Linked DNA regions of Danio rerio: all the other regions are linked to region 2. The links are chromatin contacts, called in public HiCAR-type maps. All regions are on one chromosome and are shown on one strand. Each heading gives the region's core, a stretch centred on a gene start, on an enhancer-like site or on the middle of the called end of the contact. The rest is flanking DNA. Distances are from core to core; before and after follow the strand shown. Region 1 overlaps LOC141380670 (a long non-coding RNA gene). Region 2 holds the start of csrnp1b (cysteine-serine-rich nuclear protein 1b). Region 3 overlaps LOC141380670 (a long non-coding RNA gene).

Region 1 (3,945 bases), core at 1,133-3,632, 220 kb after region 2:
AAGAAAATATTAAATTGCAACATCAAGCAGCGTAACGAGCAGTTGTTAACGTCAAAAAATGAATGGAAGTGAATGTGACCGGAAGTCGCGAGACAAAAAGATTCAAATGGCAGCGCCCACTCGACAGCTGAGAATAAGGTGTACTTTCTGTATGTATGTATGTATGTATGTATGTATGTATGTATTTATATATATATATATATATATATATAATATAAAATATATCTTTTTTTCCCTCAAATTTCTGTCTAATGGAGGGAATAGTGTTTCAGCACATTTCTGAGCATAATAGTTTTAGAAACCTATTTCTAATAACTGATTTCTTTTATCTTTATCATGATGACATTAAATAATATCTTACTTGAACTAGGCAGGTTAGGGTAATTAGGCAAGTTATTGTATAACGATGGTTTGTTCTGTAGACTCGAAAAAAAAGCTTAAAGGGACTAATAATTTTGTCCAATATTTGGTTTTTAAAAAATGTAAAACTGATTTTATTCTAGCCGAAATAAAACAAATAGGACTTTTTCCAGAAGAAAAAGAAAAAGTTATCAGACACACTGTGAAAATTTCCTTGCACTGTTAAACATCATTTGGGAGATATTAAAAAAAAAGAAAAAAAATTCTGACTTCAACTGTATATATATATATATGTATATATATATATATATATTCACCATATAATTAAACTGTGTTTCTAGACATCTATATAGTCCCGTAACCTAGAAAGAGGTTATAAGATTATATATATATATATATATATATATATATATATATATATATATATATATATATATATATATTTTTTTTTTTTTTTTTTTTTTTTTTTTTTTTACAGAGAGATATAATCGCAGGTCTGTGGTTAAGTTGCATTCAGTGAATTATATTTTTCTACACTGAACTTCTATATGCGCAAAAAGTAACAATTTCACTTTTAAACATATGCTATTTCTAATAGTTATTGCTAGTCAAACATAGAACAGCCATCGCAGCAAAATGGAGGGATTTAAATGGACATATTGTGCATATGCGATTGAACATATTGTGCATATCAACAAGCAACATTTCTTCATTCTAAATAAGAGCTTTTTCTGTATTCTCTTGTGTTCCTTTGCTGAAAAATGCTGATAGTAAAAGCCCTTCATACAGTATATAGATGCTGTAGTATTGTCTGTGCTGCGGATGCTGTTGTGTGCTCCTCTGTCTGTCCCCTTTGACTCCGGCCATTAATCAAACTCCCTGCAGTCAAACCTGCATAATGCAAAGCAGAGCTGACGACATGTACAGCCCACAGGAGACAACAGAAAAAAAGCAGACCCATGTACAGCAACATCATCAATAATTATCATTTCAGTGACATGAATCTGTCATGGTGGGCTTTAATCCGTCATCTCCTGTCTGGCATTATGCACAAATTAAAAATGAGTTTTTTTATCTTACTATAAACCTCTTGAAGTCGATATGAAATGATGTTGGCCACCAATACTGTTTTTATATTGTAAAGTATTGTAAATTTAAACGAGCTATTTATTGAGGATTCTTTCACAAGCAGAACAAGTGATTAGGAACTCGATAAAAGATAAACATTTGTGCACAGACAGACCAGTAAAAAGGGCATTTTGATGTCATGTAGGCTTTGAATAATCAATTAAAACTAGAAGACAGCGTAAAACAGATCTGCTTTCTTACATCAATGTGAATCAGGTTATTGTCATTTGATTGTGTTTTGTTTTAAGGGGAATTTAGGCATAAATGATTGGGGAAGTCCTGTGTGCATTCGGTGAGTCTATCATTCTTACTGGAAGATCAGTAAGATAAAAGAAATCAGTTAATAAATATTAGTTATTAAAACTATTATGTTTTGGAAATGTGTTGAAAAGAAAAGCAGAAGTTCAGGGGAAAATATACAGGGGGTCTAATAATTTAGGATTGCTAATATATAAAACTAAAACTTTTGATGCAACAAACCCCTAAAATTTAAGCAAAGATCAATACTTTACAAAATATAAGTATTTAATCTATTTATTAAAAATATAATCTATTTATGTGTATAACAGGATTAATTTTGTAAAAAAAAAAAAAAATACAACAATAAATTGAAATAAACACACAAGCACACTGTCAGTTTAAAGATTTTGTTAAAGATTAAAGTTTTACCCAATATTGTATAAATATCTACAAAAATTTGACGTTATTTCCCTCCATACAGCATTGTAATTTGGCTCATAATAGAAGCGTGTACATTCAATGGCTGGTAATGATACTGTATGTGTTTGCAAGCACAAAAATAACAGTAAAGCAATGAAATGACTATTCAGGTCTTGATTGTAGGTTACTGTAACACCTCATCCAGACCACAGCTATCATTTGGCCAACTGACTCTCTCTCTCTCTCTTTCTCTCTCTCAACCCAAATATAGACTATGTACTGTGTTGCCACATGCCAATCCATCTATAAACGTCTTAAACTTTTCCCATTAATAATACAAGCTTACACACACAGACTGCATGGCATATACAGTAGCTATATTTGTTGAAAATAAAAATAAACAAATGCATAAACCCAAGTACTATTTAAATCTTTAAATCTAAATCGTATATACTTGTATATGTTATGCTACAGTTGAAATCAGAATTATTAAACACCCTTTCATTTTTTTTCTTTTTAAAATATTTCCTATGATGTTTAACAGAGCAAGGAAATGGGGTCCTAATAATTCTGACTTCAACTGTATATGCTATATGACTACAATCAGCTATTATATAACTATAAACCAGTCTGGAAAAACTCACATGCTGACTTGATGTTCTTCTGACTTGCTGTTCTTGTTCATGGATCAGTTGTTATTGTTACTCAACCATTAAATTTTAATTATTAACATTAAAACTGTAATGTATTTTACTTTTTAAGAGATCTCTGATGAATAGTAAAAAAAAGATAACAGCATTTACTTAAATTAAAATAATAAAAATAAAATATTTCAATAAAATAATTCCTAATTTTTGGTCTTGAATATCCTTGGTATCCTTGGTCTTGAGTCCTTGACTATCATAAGTAATATTATTATTAATGTTATTATTGAAATTATTATTATAAATAAAAAATGAATTACTTAATATGTTTTATTTCTAATAATAATAATAATAATAATAATAATAATAATAACAATAATAATAATAATAATAATAAAATTAATAATAAAATTAATAATAATAATAATAATAATAAAAACAATGGAACAAATAAATTTTTTATTAAAAAAAATGTATAAAAAAAATTACATTAATATTACCCAAACCTCTAACCAGGAGAGGTTTTTACAGTAAATCATAATGCTCTCGGATGGGGCAGAGAAGACACTGCCCCCTATAGGACGGCATTAGGAACAGGAGATGTTTATATGAGGCAAATGCCATTGAGGGAAGATAATCTCTCTCACACACACCTGATAACATCATGAAAATCTCCTCAGTCTGTCTCTAAAAGAAGTGCATATTTAAGATGTGGTAAAGATAAGCTCTGATATAAATGAAAGAACAATTGCAAATACTGAATATAAAGACACTGAGGGAACACAACGCTAGGCAATTTGAACTGAACATGGAAAGTCTAAGCTGTTTAAAGCATATTGTACACCAAACAGTTCCCACAATAATAAATACAACCAGCCGCAAACGCATAGTCAAAATCAGTGATAGAGCGAATAATGGAAGCCATTATTTTTATGAATTGTTTTTTTCAAACAATGCCTAACAACATTATATGGTTTAGCATGATTATCAGATCACAAAGACAATGTAAATGTGATGTAAACGTGTTATCAGATGTGCTTCATGTTTTACAACATGAGTTCCTTATAAAATCCTTTGAACACACAAACTGCAACATCTTTTGAAATAAGAATGATTTTGAACCAGGTTCCGCAGTGATTAACAGCTTTTCCTT
Region 2 (3,723 bases), core at 164-2,663:
ATAACAAAATGAATCAGATCTGTTTGACCATATACTGTTGTTTACTTTTTAGGATGGGGGTCCCTCACATGACGATGAACCGATTATTAATTATTATGAAGATCACCATCTAAAGGTCATCTAAATTATGCTAAGAGCCATAAGAAAAACATCTCAAAACACCCTCCTAAAGTTATTTAACAGTTTCGAGAGAATCACTGCTCCTGGTTTATGTCAACGAATAGAAACTCTGACTGCTCAGGAAATTGCCAAAACTGAAAGAAAATACTTCCACATGCAGCAATTTGCATCAATATCCGAAATGCAAACTTCCAACACAGTCCGCAAAGTGTAGGTTCCTTGAGAAGTCATCTGTATGAGTTTGTTCTGACTAACTTAATGGTGACAAAAACAAATACTAGCCATCTTTACCAGTCTCTCGGGACTCACAAGGGAGAGTATATGTGTGCGTCTATAGGATGGGGGGAGCCCAGGGGTCATCAGCTTACGTCTGGGGCACTTGCTGGTACCTCACAAGCTGGGAGGAATGTTGGAGAGTGACAAAACAGATGGGTTCCCTCTGCTTCTCGGTTTTAGAGACATCAGGACTTCAACACCCCCCCCAATACTATTGCACAAAAGCCACACACATATCTATCCAAATAAAAACACCCTGCCTGTGGGTGGGAGATTAATAAAAATGACATGTTGTGATGTACACCAATTATGACGGCATCATCTCAATTTTTTCAAAGCATGACTGGATTTAAATAGGAAGAGGGAGGAAACTATCCAGACATGCTACTTTAACCAGCTGAGTGATTTCACTGACTCTGGAACACGTGCAAGTTCACACCTCATCAACCCAGAAGTAAGTAAACAATACAATCTTTTATGGTCCTGTTTGATTAGTTTAACGTGCACTTGAATTCAAAACAACATCGCAGGTTATGGGAATAAAAAGTCTCACTTGTAAACAGTTTACCACAGGGTAGTGCAAAAGCATTTTAAATGAAATAAAACGCTAATGGACTTACTAAGCTCGTTTTAAGAATATAAATCCCCTAAATGTGTGAGGTATGTCAACAAAAACACCAGAAAAAATCCGACTTGTGTTCCCACAAACAATCCGAGTGAGGTCGCGCGTGACAGCGACTGCGCGCTCGTTCACACAGAAGCACGCGCAAAATAAACACACTCAAACTTACGACACAGCCACAAATATACAAGCATCATCATCATAACACACCCTTCTGCGCTCGTGCCTTCAAAAAATACTGAAATTATTGAACTAAAATTTACATAACAAGCTCAATGAATCCCACCATCAAACATTCAATGTGCTCACAGTCAGGAATTGAAAATTACCTGACAAAAGGAATGCCGTGAGATTGTAACAAACCGAGTGGAATGAGAATATTAATTTACTTCAGTTATCCCAATCACGCAGAGCACAACGTGTTGGTGATTGTTGCCTCGTGATTGACTGTCAATCAAACCAATTATCAAATGACCTGGGGAGACTGTTTTGCTTGCTTTTAAATAAATAAATAAAAAACACTTTTCTTTGTGAATGAATTATAGGCAATTGGTTATGTGCGCCTTTAAATGTAGCCAAATAAAATAGCACTGTAAAAGCCATTTATAGGCTATTGATCAAATACCGGTTCGACCAGCTGAAGTTTGGATCGGATCAAGTAAGGTCTCCCCCAGACCTGCATTCAGCCTTGTATGCACCCTCGGTGACGTCATCGAGGACTGGAAGTGCATATGAGGCTGAGCGCAGATCTGCATGCAGACTACTGAACTGATGCGGTGTGGCACCTTAAGGAGTCGCTCGCGCTTCAGAAGATAGGCTACACCAGCGCTATAAACGTGAACGAGGAATGCACTCAACACTCACACACATTCAAACTAGCAATTACGGCTTATCGGATACACACACATACGGTCCACTATCCTGGAATTCTGCCAATGGATCCGATCAGAACCGCCAACAGCTGCTTATGAGAATAAGGCTATCTTTTATTAAAACCCAGCAAACACTGCCAATCAAAATTACTGACAGAAAAAAGCATAAAACCCGCGAATATTTAGACCGATCTACACACTTAAAACGGTTTACATTAAAGCACCAGAAATTAAATTAATTAAGCTTACCAGAGTTTATTATAACACAATTAAAACGCAAGACAATGGCTTAATAACTTTAGTTAGTTTTTTTTTCTGCCACGACAGTATACAACAATGTCCTCTGGATTTGCTACTTGAAATAGTTACACAACACATTTTATCTCTTTACACTGGCCGACAAAAGAACATTGAAACTATCTGGCTGGACTCCAGATCCGAGGTTTGCCTATTAGACACATTACAAGTGCGGCGTTAAACAGCGCGGAGCTCCGCTACTCACCAATAACGTGTCCGATCAGCATTAGTAAATCACTATCTAGGAAAAGATGAAGCTGTAATAATCCAAGAGATGCGATCGCGCGTTTATCCGTAAAGAGATCCCGTTGTGTTCGTGCGGCTATTGTGCGCTCGGCGGACTGGAGCGGCAGCTGAAGCTGTTCCTCTTGTCTGAAGCAGACGCGGAGCAGCGCAGTCTTTTCGTCAGTGGAAAACTCCCTCCTGGCGTGTGACGCAGGCGGTGACACTGAGCCCACGCGCCGCTTCCTGCCTTCCGCGCGGGGCGACACTCCTCCTGGCGCACACAGAGAACGAGAGAGAGACCGGAACAACAGCGCGAGTTATGGGAAACTGTAAATCTTTCATTGCCTTCAAAACATTTACTATGGTAACCACAGTGGCTGGCAAAATATTGGAGTATACACACTGAAATCATGATCAATTGTGCTTTCTTAAAACATTTTAAGATAACCAGAATCTATTTTGCTTTAAAGTAGCTTTCTATATATATATATATATATATATATATATATATATATATATATATATATATATATATATATATATATATATATATATATATATATATACACATATATATATTTTTTTTTTCTGCGACGTTTATGTTAAAATGTATATAATCAATATAAAAGTGTCAATCACATAATCAAAAAAAAAAATATATATATATATATATATATATATATATATATATATATATATATATGTATGTGTATATATTTTTTTTTTCTGCGACGTTTATGTTAAAATGTATATAATCAATATAAAAGTGTCAATCACATAATCAAAATTAATATTATTACTAAATAATGATAATAAATAATTATAATAAATAATTATATATGGACAAATAACTCAAAATATTACAAAATGTTATATGTGAACTATATTTAAAAAGTATTTTAAAATTATATAGGACTGTAAAATGTAATGATGTTATATATGTAAAGTAATGTGTTGTACATTAATACAGTAATTTGTATTAATGGTATTTATAGTTGTTTACATTTTTGTTTTACACTCTTTACATGTTTTACATAAATTTTACATTTTATATACATTTATTGTGATGTCAATTATAACAAAAACTGTTTAAATGAATAAATCTATGCAGTTTGATAGATGTTTATACAATCAGATTTCCTGAGTCAACCTCACTGAAGTAGTGAGTCATAAACCCTGCATCATTTATCAGTAAATCCCGCAATCCTTCTGCATCATTCAGCAGCAAAACTTGTAAAACCATTGCCTAATTTATTGGTCATACAGTTGCAGCGGCATTCTGAGCCGACATGAAAACAACTCTCAGACATA
Region 3 (4,217 bases), core at 853-3,352, 240 kb after region 2:
CAAATATAGCAAGTCTAAATAATAACATATTGGTACAATAAACAAATGATACTATTAAATTTTAAAAAAAGTAATTCTGTATTACAGTTTTTCTCAGTTGCATTGGTGCATATCTCACAACACTATTTACATTTACACAACAGTTAATGCACTTCTCTAAACAATTAGAACAAACTGCAAAATCTAGTTGATAACCTGCAAAAGTGTGTCACTTGCTCAAAATGGATAGCTCATTCCTCAAAAGCAAGTATTGATGCCAATGAAAGCGTCAGTGTCAACAAGATGAAAACTCCTGACACCATTGTTTATAGACAAGAAATTCAAATGGATTTGTCATGTTTTCATTATGTCAGTTTATTCTGTACATGTTTTCCAATTCAAAACAGTCAGATTTTGGTGACACTTCCTGAAAATGCTCAAGACAGAACTATCTGCACAGCCATTTAAAAACTACATTAAAGTTAGACATTAATGCATTTAGTGAGGTATGAGTACAAGACACTAAATATGTATGTTTCACATTTTTATTGCATTTGCTCTTTGCAATTCTAATTTAGTCACAACATTGTGCAAAAGAATAAATACACACTTATTTACAACAAACATAAACTTAATTTGGGTGGAGCTGTGCACAACTGTAAACAATATTGACGTACATATTGAAACCTACCACATACCTAAAACATACATAGGTCTGTTAATCATTCCTGAAATTGTTTAATTTAGAAGACATTTTTAGGGGAAAAAAAAAGATTTACATTTTTAAAAATAAAATTAGCTTGACTGATTTTGACTAGTTCAACATTTTTGTATGCAATGACTCGAGTAATGAAATGAGGACTATTAGTTTAATATGGAGTGACTATTAAGAATTTACAAGTTTAGTTAAATTTGACTGATATGACATAAGCAATTTATGATGTTATAAAACAGCAGAGAGTGCAAAAGCATTTGCAATTTGTTGGACGGAATGAGAAACTGTTACTATGATGAGCACAAATTATTAATTGTTTTGAAAAATGCATGAACTATTGTGCAAATGTAAATAGTGTTGTGAGAAATGCACCAAAGCCACTGAAAAAAAACTGTAATTTATAATTCCTAATATGGCTAAAATGATTCTATAAAAATTCAATATAAAAATACAAAAGCAACAGCTTTAACAGTTGTTAAACACATATCAACTAAAAGGTGATATCATTTTTCTGACAAACTACATTAATACATGTTTTTATGCTTGGATTATTGTATAAATACATAGGTCTGTGTGCATAAATGCACGATTTAATAACAAAAGGGCAGCTGGTGTTACACGTGTGATCTCTAATCACCATCATCATCATCATTATAAGCTGTTAACCCCATACTAGCTAAAAGGTGTTTATATTGTGTACCATACTTCTAACAATTAATAATAACACATGTATATTCCAGAAAACAAATACTTTTTTCTATAGTCAGATTATCACAAGCATACAGTACATACATACATTCACATAGGTCTGTGTGCATAAAGGCATAATTTATTAAACAAAAGTGTAGCTGGTGTTACACATGTGATCTCTCATCATCATTATCATCACCATTATCATCATCTGATAATGAATCAGCATTATGTCTCCACCAAGGATTACTTTTATCACATGAACGCCTCATTTAATGATGCAATGGTTAAGTCATTGTCTATTGTAGTGACTAGCATCATCCCCCATGTGACTGCACCACCTGAATATTAAAAAGAAATATACCACTTTATTACAACGCTGACCTCACACTAGTAACAACAGCTAAAGCTTGTGTCATTATCTTAATCATCAGCATTATTATCACCATCACTAGAATAGAAACGCACAGCACGTACTCATTGTTCTGTTTGACAAATTCATAGTTGTCATCATCAAGCTCTGCAGTTTCTCTAAATATCTGACTATCACAGGGGCCAAACAACACAGCATAATGTCCCCACACTGATCCGGAACTCAGTAGTACGTTATTTATTTTCATCAGTCGCTCGTTTTTTTCTGTGCCAGAGCTTGTGTGAGTCCATTCCTGGCACAGCTGAGGGCAAGAGCTGCGAGATCAGTGGAGAAATGAACCCACAGGAGCAGTGAGTCAGATCTGAGTCAAGCCCTGCTCTCCACACAGTCACGATGCCCATGATCATAGCAGATGTGCCAGCTGACCTTCTAAGGGTGCCATACAAGGACTGCTGAGCCATGATACTTGGCTTTTTCTTCACCTCTGATCCCTTCAAATGCATTTTATTTATGAATATAATAAATAAATATAAAATGTATGTATATATTCATTCATTCACATAATATATATTCATCGTGTATATACATTAATTTATTATATATACATTCAGTTATACATTCATTCATTCATATATATATATGTGTGTGTGTGTGTGTGCGTGTGTGTGTGTGTGTGTGTGTGTGTGTGTGTGTGTGTGTGTGTAATTTCTGTATGATTCAAATGGTTTCAATCATTTTTATGATCAAAATCGCTCAACATTGCCATGTGTATAGAAAATGCCATTTGTATAGAAATAATGCTGCTATGATATATGAAACAAAATCGGTAGTTGGCAAATATATTGTGTGCATATTTGTAAATATGATCCTGAAAGAGTCAGTCCCTTACCAGCCACAAACCTCACCATAGGTCACTGATATTTATTCTTTAATTTTCCTTGAGCTTAGTCTCTATTTTAGAGGGTGCCACAGCGGAATAAAAATATTAAACATAATATCTTATATAATGCGGGAAATATATATATATATATATATATACGTGTGTGTGTGTGTGTGTGTGTGTGTGTGTGTGTGTGTGTGTGTGTGTGTGTGTATACATACATACATACATACATACATACATACATACATATATATATATATATATATATATATATATATATATATATATATATATATATATATATACATACATATATATATTAAGTAAGTTAAAACATTTATACAGTGGAAAGGTTGAAAACTGTTGATTATTATTATTATTAATAATAATAATAATAATAATAAACAAAGATTTATAAGCTATAAGCATATTTTGGACATCTGCAAATTCTTACAGTATATACAGCACTTGCTGTATACCATAACTATGTATTATGACAACAACAAAAAAGAGCATACTAAAATATGTACAATTTCATTAATTCATTCATTCATTTTCTTGTCAGCTTAGTCCCTTTATTAATCCGGGGTCACCACAGCGGAATGAACTGCCAACTTATCCAGCAAGTTTTTACGCAGCAGATGCCCTTCCAGCCTCAACCCATCTCTGGGAACATCCACACACACATTCACACACACACTCATACACTACGGACGATTTAGCCTACCCAATTCACCTGTACCGCATGTTTTTGGACTGTGGGGGAAACCGGAGCACCCGGAGGAAACCCACACGAAGGCAGGGAGAACATGCAAACTCCATACAGAAACGTCAACTGAGCCGAGGTTCGAACCAGCAACCCAGTGACCTTCTTGCTGCGAGTCGACAGCACTACCTACTGCGCCACTGCCTCGCTGCATATGTACAATTTACTAATGAAAAATACTACATAACACATTTGATTTGCCCTCCAAGTGTGGGTTCAGAATATGAAAAAGGAAGAAAAGCTGTATGTTCTGGAACATAAAGTACCTGTAGTTGAAGGAACACCTAGTTATGTGCCTGAAGCAATTTTACTTTAGAACTACAACTATTGTACCAAAAACATCACTGACCACATGACAGAGAAAGAGAAAGAGGGGGGTGGGGAGGGCTCCAAAGGAAAAGTAGAGTAACACAAGAATTTAAAGAATGTGACTTGTTGGTGTTGTAAATAACTTTTAGTCCAAGAATTCAGGGAATCAGGCAAAAGGCAACAAGAATTGAGACAGAGCTGAAATCAGTGGTGCTGTGAGTTGCTGCCCTGTGCTTGACCCCAGTGCTTCACATGCTGTAAACTGGACAGGACAATGGCAGGACTTCATTAACGCAATTCACATTGTTGTCACGGTGTCGACTGTTTTCTGATAAGCATGACCGTAAAAGAAAGACTCAGCATGTGTGCGTGAAGGAAGAGTGATATACAGTGAGATAATAGTTGACTGAGAGTGCAAGTTTGGGTCAGTAAATGCATGTGTGTGCATGAAGACTGACTGTAAGAGCAGGATTACTCACTGTGCAGCTGGGACTGCTCCACT

What was found. HiCAR-type assays count read pairs that join an accessible place to other places.
Region 1: a contact with region 2 is called in a HiCAR-type map of caudal fin, with 5 times the contacts expected there. The contact joins the enhancer-like site here to the promoter of csrnp1b in region 2. A contact is called at or near these places in 5 of 18 Hi-C or Micro-C datasets (embryo, fibroblasts, fin fibroblasts and 1 more) and 3 of 4 datasets of contacts at active chromatin or transcription factors (caudal fin, embryo and gastrula embryo).
Region 3: a contact with region 2 is called in a HiCAR-type map of caudal fin, with 16 times the contacts expected there. The contact joins the enhancer-like site here to the promoter of csrnp1b in region 2. A contact is called at or near these places in 10 of 18 Hi-C or Micro-C datasets (caudal fin, embryo, fibroblasts and 4 more) and 2 of 4 datasets of contacts at active chromatin or transcription factors (caudal fin and embryo).

What each region holds. Positions count from the first base shown.
Region 1 is chr24:23,809,954-23,813,898 of GRCz12tu, forward strand. The region is part of intron 2 of LOC141380670 (a long non-coding RNA gene); the gene reads right to left. It also overlaps a transcript of LOC556668 not described here. Among named protein-coding and RNA genes, the nearest start is that of slc22a13b, 76 kb to the right of the region's middle. Within about 2 kb of position 2,383, at least 7 of the 62 cell types and tissues checked have an H3K27ac peak or open chromatin away from gene starts, as enhancers often do.
Region 2 is chr24:23,588,101-23,591,823 of GRCz12tu, forward strand. csrnp1b (cysteine-serine-rich nuclear protein 1b) reads right to left here and starts at 1,414. Exons shown (of 6, transcript NM_199619.1): 1 at 1,348-1,414.
Region 3 is chr24:23,828,264-23,832,480 of GRCz12tu, forward strand. LOC141380670 (a long non-coding RNA gene) reads right to left here. Exons shown (of 4, transcript XR_012399284.1): 2 at 4,195-4,217. It also overlaps a transcript of LOC556668 not described here. Among named protein-coding and RNA genes, the nearest start is that of slc22a13b, 58 kb to the right of the region's middle. Within about 2 kb of position 2,103, at least 3 of the 62 cell types and tissues checked have an H3K27ac peak or open chromatin away from gene starts, as enhancers often do.